2 separate regions of the Mus musculus genome follow, and region 2 is linked to region 1. The links are chromatin contacts, called in public promoter capture Hi-C maps. All regions are on one chromosome and are shown on one strand. The core of a region is the stretch at or near the end of the contact, and the rest is flanking DNA. Distances in the headings are between cores, read along the strand shown.

The links. Promoter capture Hi-C pulls out the DNA fragments that hold promoters and counts their contacts.
Region 2: a promoter capture Hi-C map of pre-B cells shows a contact between it and region 1, with 2.7 times the contacts expected there. The contact joins the promoter of Rai1 here to the promoter of Rnf187 in region 1.

Annotation. Positions count from the first base shown.
Region 1 is chr11:58,937,376-58,940,666 of GRCm38.p6, forward strand. Rnf187 (ring finger protein 187) reads right to left here and starts at 1,531. Exons shown (of 4, transcript NM_022423.2): 1 at 1,020-1,531. The coding sequence starts at 1,409.
Region 2 is chr11:60,103,433-60,106,723 of GRCm38.p6, forward strand. Rai1 (retinoic acid induced 1) reads left to right here and starts at 1,581. Exons shown (of 6, transcript NM_009021.2): 1 at 1,581-1,962.

The DNA.
Region 1 (3,291 bases), core at 281-2,780:
ACTAGGTGTACAGCAGGCAATTCAAGGTCAGCTGTGTGATTCCAGGATTTTAGGTAGGTCCCCTTTAGTGTCAGCTTGATTTAAGACAGTGACTTTCCTGACTTCTCTGTGTCCTGCTTGGTCTTTGTGGAGATTGCTGTCTTAGTAAGGGGACGACAAACCATAGGACAACCCCAGCAGTATGTTCTGACAGAGTGTATCTACCTCAGTTTGGGACCTGGATGTAACCACAGGCCTCCACCTCAAAAGTGTTCTTCACAACTTATTCCAGAGGCTCATGGTGCATCATTGCAGAACATAAGGATAACAGCACCCTCAAACACGCTAAGCTACGATTTTCTCTCCTGTCGGGCGGAGACCACGGCTTTCCTACCTGGCTATTCAGACATCTCTCTCTGGGTCAGGGATGATACTCTATCTAGATCCCTGCAACCCATCTTCACACAGAGTCTAATAGTCGGTTTCTGCCCGGTGGCAGGTGCTACGTGCAATGACCAAGAGAGTATAGCAGAGAAGGTTCCTGAATGAGGTGGACCGACAGCCCCTCAGAGGGCTGCAAATGGTAACTGGTAGACCAAAGACCACTCTCAGGTCTCCATAAGCAAGTGGATGGGCGGGGCTTGCACCGATGAAATCACACCGGGATAGGAGCAAGAGGCCTTGAGGAATGGGATCGGGACTTGAGGGGAATTCGAGAAAAATAGAAGTCTTAAGGTTGTATAGAGATAAGGCACAGCTAGGCCAGAGACCTGGGATGAAAGGGGGACGGAGGAGCATGCGCTAGAGATAATAGCTCGAGGGACATAGCAGGGTCCGGGAGACAGATAATAGAGATGAAGGAAGGCAGAATCACGGACTCCAGGATCCAAGAGCCCCTAGCATGGCAGGGTCCCCGGGGAAGGGAGGGTGCTGGGCACCCATGGGATGCGGGAGAGGGAAGAGGAGGTCAGCACACTGATCGAATGCCTGACTCCAGGTAAGCCACAAAGGTGGACAGTGTGCAGGGGCCCCTCGCGCACCTTGCCGCGCAGGGCCTTCCTCCAGCGCGGTTCCCACTCCGGCGGCTCCGGGCCAGCGGCCATGCGGCAGGCGGAGCACAGCGGATCCCCGTCGGCGCGACAGAGCAGCTGCAGCGCGGCCTCGCTGGCAGGGCCATCGCGCGCCGGCGCCGCGGCCGCCTCCTCGAGAGCCAGGAGGCGGCGGCTGAGCGGAGGGCGGCTGGGCTCTACGGCGCGCTGCCAGCAGTCATCGGCACACTCCGGGCACGGGAAGGGCCCGTCCTCCTCGGCCCAGAAGCGCACCACGCACGCCCGGCAGAAACGGTGGCCGCAGTCGGCGCGCACCGGTTCGCGGGGCGCGCGCTGACACAGGGCGCAGATGGCATCAGCTGGGCCCGCGGGGAGCGCCAGGGCTGCGGGCGGCGGCGCCGACGAGGGCGCGGGCGGAGAGGGCGCAGAAGGGCCGAGGACCGGCCGGAGATCAAGGCCGACGAGCCTCAGCCTACGACTCAGACCCAGACTGCGCCAACGCCGGGCACGCGCGCGCGCGGGGCGGGGTCCTGGCTGCCGTGCGCTCTGACGTCCAGGTCCTGGCAGCTGCGCATTCCTCCATCCAGGTCCTTGCAGCTGTGCGCTCTCATTTCAGGTTCTGGTATTCGCTCATCGCCCTGCCCATGATTGAGCAGCTGAGCTCTCTTCCACACTGGTTCCCGTAGCAGCTCACGACCTTTGTCCTGATGGTGTCAGTCGCGGGCTCCAAACCCAGATCCTTACAAAGATACTCCCTGTGTCCTATAAGATTACTCATCCTGCAGGGTACTGCCCCAACATCATGAATAATTGCCCATCTCCCACAGATAATTTGGGAGGTGGTCTGTCAGGAAAGGCTTTTCCAGGGTGACTTATCGCTATACCTTCAGCCCTGAAGCAGGATAAAACTGGCTAGGTAGGCAGATGCCTGTGTAGTCAACCAGGAGTATGACCAAATTAAGATAGCGACATAAAATGAAGTCAGGGAGTCTCACTGTGCACACAGAACAGCAGCACGTTTTGCAGGAAAGCACTCTAAAGAATATTGTGTTAATACAGCTGTAGTCAGCTATCTGCAATGTGTGACTCTTCAGACTGAGATTGCGGATATAACTGTAAATGTGACTGTGGTGGTTTGAATATGCTTGGCCCAGGGAGTGGCACTATTAGGAGGTGTGGTCTTGTTAGAGGAAGTGTGTCACTGTGGCCGTGGGCTTTGAGACCTCACTCTTAGCTGCGGGAAACAGTCTTTTGACTGCCTTGGATCAGGATGTAGAACTCTCAGTTCCTTCTCCAGAGCCTTGTCTGCCTGGATGCTGTCATGCTTCCTGCCTTGATAATGGACTGAACCTCTAAACATGTAAGCCAGCCCCAGTTAAATGTTCTTTATAAGAGTTACACTGGTCATGGTGTCTCTTCACAGTAATGAAACCCTAACTAAGACAGTGATGTTGCCATTTATATGCTCCAAACACTATGGCAGCAGCCACATCTGTACTAAAGCTATACAGCCCTTTTCTGGTCATTATTTCCTAGACAATAGAATGAAGATTTGCACAGTATTCACATCCTGTTAAGTATCATAAGTCATCTAGGAAAAAAATATTACATAGAAAGATGCATGTAAATATTATGATGTTTTAGCTGGGTATAATGATACATGCTTTTAATCACAGCACTTAGGAATTAGAGCTGGCAGTTCTCAGTGAGTTCCAGGCCAGTTTGTCTACACAGTGAGTTTCAGGCCAATCAAAGCTATATAGTAAGACCCTGTCTCAAAAATAAATAAATAAATAAATAAATAAATAAATAAATAAATAAATAAAAGTGTGTGTCTGTGTGTCTGTGTCTGTGAGTGAAAGAGAATTGTGTATGTGTGTGTGTGTGTGTAAGAGAGAGAGAGAGAGATGTGATGTGTGTAAGAGAAACATTTTATCTGAGGGATTGGAGTGTCCTTAAATTGTGGTATCCTTGGGGGTTTAGAGCCAACCTCTTCAACAGATATAGCATTTATGTATAAATTAATTAAAATTAATTAAATAAAAAATCAGTTGTACTTAGGCACTTTCACACTCATCTAACTGACCATAGCCAGATCCAACATGGTTCTCAAATTGTTACTGAGGTCTGGCGCTCAAACCCAGGGCATTATGCATCCTAGGCAATGACTGTACTTTTAATCCCAGCAATTGGGAGATGGAGGCAGGGAAATCGAGTTCAAGGCCAGTTTGAGCTACAAGACAAGACCTTGGCTTAAAAGAAA
Region 2 (3,291 bases), core at 331-2,830, 1.2 Mb after region 1:
AGGAGGAGAGAGAGTGTGTGTGATATGCCTAGTGTGTCTGGAAAGACCATTCACTGTGCTTGGCTTATGGGAATAAAGATGCCATGCTCAGAAACCAGGTCTGGAGTCACAGTTGAAAGCAGGCCTGAAACAACACAGTGCCCACTTGCCCTCCTCTCCGCTTATAATTTGTGTTTCCCGCCAGGCAGTAAGGAGGACCTAGGGTGGGTCTCGGCTTTGTCAGTATAAGTGAAGGACCTTCATAGATGTGGTGGGCTAGGAGAGAAGCAGTCAGGATGTATAGGATGAGGCAGAAGGGGTGAAGTGTCTGTTACAAGAAGACAAAGGTGCTGAACTTAGCACAACGCTCACACTCCTGATGAAGAAACAGGACTGAAAGGGTGACTGACTCACTTGTGTCAAGTCACCTGGGGACTTGGGTGCTTTGACCTGATGAATGGCTCAGACTTCGACGAAGCAGGTAACTCATGCCACCCTGAGGAGGGGAGCAGAAGCCTTGGGGTAGCCACGGCTCATGGGGCTGTCTATAAGTTAATCGGTTCATTTACAAATCCATTCAAAATTCTTTTACTTAAAATCTGTTGGTGGCTTACTTCCCACAGCACTAAGGAGGCTGCCTTTAGGCTCTTTGTAGTCCTACAGGCCCTGACCTTGGATTAAAATTCAGCATGCTTTTTTTTTTTTTTTTTGGTTTTCCGAGACAGGGTTTCTCAGTGTAGCCCTGGCTGTCCTGGAACTCACTCTGTAGACCAGGCTGGCCTGGAACTCAGACATCCGCCTGCCTCTGCCTCCCAAGTGCTGGGATTAAAGGCGTGTGCCACCACTGCCTGGCTAACATGCCCACTTCTTATCCCATTGGGTATGTATGGCCTCCTTACACTTGTGCTTATTCATCAAGAGCACTCCTGCCTCGGGGCACCCACACTTGTCTTTTCCTCTCAAAGAATGCTCTTCCATGCGCTGCTGGTGCAGGCTCCTTCCTGCTCTTCAGCGATTTGTTCAGACAGGCCTTCTCTCACTCGCAGCTAAATCCATCACTGCACCTGCTGATTTTCTTCCTAGCACTTATTTCGCTCTAAAATTATCTTCGTTATGGACCTGATCATTGTTGGCTGTCTGAGTCTCCCCTACACAATGCCAGCTCCTTGACAGGCAGGAACCGCACTGCTTCGGTACCCAACAAGGTGCCACATGTGCCGTGACTACATTTTTTACATCTAACTTGAGGAAATTTGAAACGGATTCTCCAACCAAAGAAACAGTCACAGGTGAGGGCCACATGGTGGTGGAATGAGCGGGGGACGGGGAGAGGCCTGGCCCAAGTCTAAGTCCAAAATCCTCAGCGAGTGATGAGCAGACCATGTCCTGTGGCTGTCCCCAGGCCTTTCTCGCCGGGCTGCACCTTCAGGCCCTCTGCCAAGCCCCTGCCCCCAGACAGACATGGGGCGTGCAGTGGGGCGCGCGGGCGCCAGGGGGCGCTGTCGGGGCGCGAACGGCCCACCTGGCACCCGAGGCCACGAGCGAGAGCTGCCTGGCCGCCCGGGAACTTTTTTCCTCGCGCTCTCGCTCTCCTGCTCCCCCCGCACGTCGCCCGCCCGCCCGCCGCTCTTCCTGTGTGGAGGGGATCGCATTTCTCTCGGGCTCCCGCGGGCATCAGGCAGGCCCGGCAGGGTGCGCGGTCAGGGCCCGCTACGCGCGCCGCCGGCTCCCGGCGCCCCGGTGCCACCCCCGCTCGCGCCTGGGCTCGGACAGGCCGCTTGCAGAGCCAGGCGGTGGTGGCGGTGGTGGCGGCGGTGGCCAGGGTAGCTGGCTGCCTTGTCGAGGTCCGAGGAAGGGGCCCCGCGGCCCACCCTCTTTCCCGCCCGGGCGGCCGTCGTGCCGGACACCCATGGGCGCGCGGGCCTCCGGGCCGCGAAGTCGCAGCGCCGGACGCCGGGCCCCGGAGTGACCGCGGGCTCCGAGGTGAGCGGGGAGCCCGGCGCGGGGACAAGGACCTGGGCGGGGGCGGCGCGAGGCGTGGGGACCCAGCGGGCAGGGGTCCGGGCGGGGGCCGAGCGCGCGTGGGGCGCGGACGCGGGGTCGCGCGGCCTGGCTTTGTGTGGCGCCGGCGTGAGGCCGCTGGTGGCCGTGTAGGAGCTGCATGAGGGGATTCTGGAGAGTCGGTGGCCCGCCGGGCGCCGGTGCTGGGACCTGAGGCCCAGTGTCACCGAGTGTGGGGCGGGGACGTGGGGCGGTGCAGCGAGGGCCCGAGGGAGCTTTGTGAGTGCGTTCTGGGTGGGGACGGGGAGCCGGAGGCTCGGGGTGTAGCCTGCTCCCGGGTGTCCGGACTGCGAGGGCCGCTCGTGGTGACACAGGACGCGGCGGTCGCCGCGTGTCCCCGCCTGGGCCTGTGCGCAGGCCCCGCACTGACCAGGAAACGGTCCCCGCGACCCAGGAGTCCCTTCGTGGCCAGGCCCTGGGCGCACGGGCCTTTTGGGGTGACGCCACCGGCTGGAGCCCGGGACACGCGAGCTTGGTGCCCTTCCGAAAGCGGCGCGGCGGCCAGGCCCGTGGGCCCTTTCGAGGCCGAGTCCCACGCCTTTTGGAGGCAAGAAGACCTGTGGGGGGGGGATACTGGGCCGAGCGCGGCAGGGGCGAGGGCTTGGCAGGGCTGGGAGGTGACATTTGGAGCTCTGGTCACAACTGGAGGCCTTCAAGGAGGAGCAGAGGGGAAGCGAAACACAAGGCAGGCTCCAGGTCGCGGCGGCCCCAGTTTCCCGGGGCGCCCGTTTTTCCCAGCGACCAGCTAGCTAGCTCCTCTTGGGGCTCCCGGTCGCTCATTCACACAGCAGGGCGGGAGTGCAGCCAGGAGCTGTGCCTGCGTCCCGGGAACCCAGGACCTGAGGACTCTGAATGGATTAAACCCGAGCGTCTTACGCTCCGAAGGACTGGGGACGTGAGGCTGCGTGCCTGCACGGCGAGCCCAGGCCGGCGCGTCCCAGCCCCACCGCACGCACTCCCGCAGCGCTTGTGTCGCGGTTCGAGCGGGGCCCCGCGCCCCCTCCCACCCCCTTTTCCAACGGCAGTGCTGTGTTGAGAATTCAAGGGCATTACATCTGGTTGCAATCTAGTTTCATGCGGCTGCTGGGCTGTTAAGACCTCGAGCTGACGTCAGAGCAGGGGAATTACTTCTTTTTATTTTATCTTTTTTTAGTTGTCTGCTGCCCTGGGAGGGGAGGCGGGTGGAGAGTGGGGCCAGGCAAGCTGTGATGTGGAGGCGCCAGCGCGATGGGAGCCCAGATCTGGGAGCTC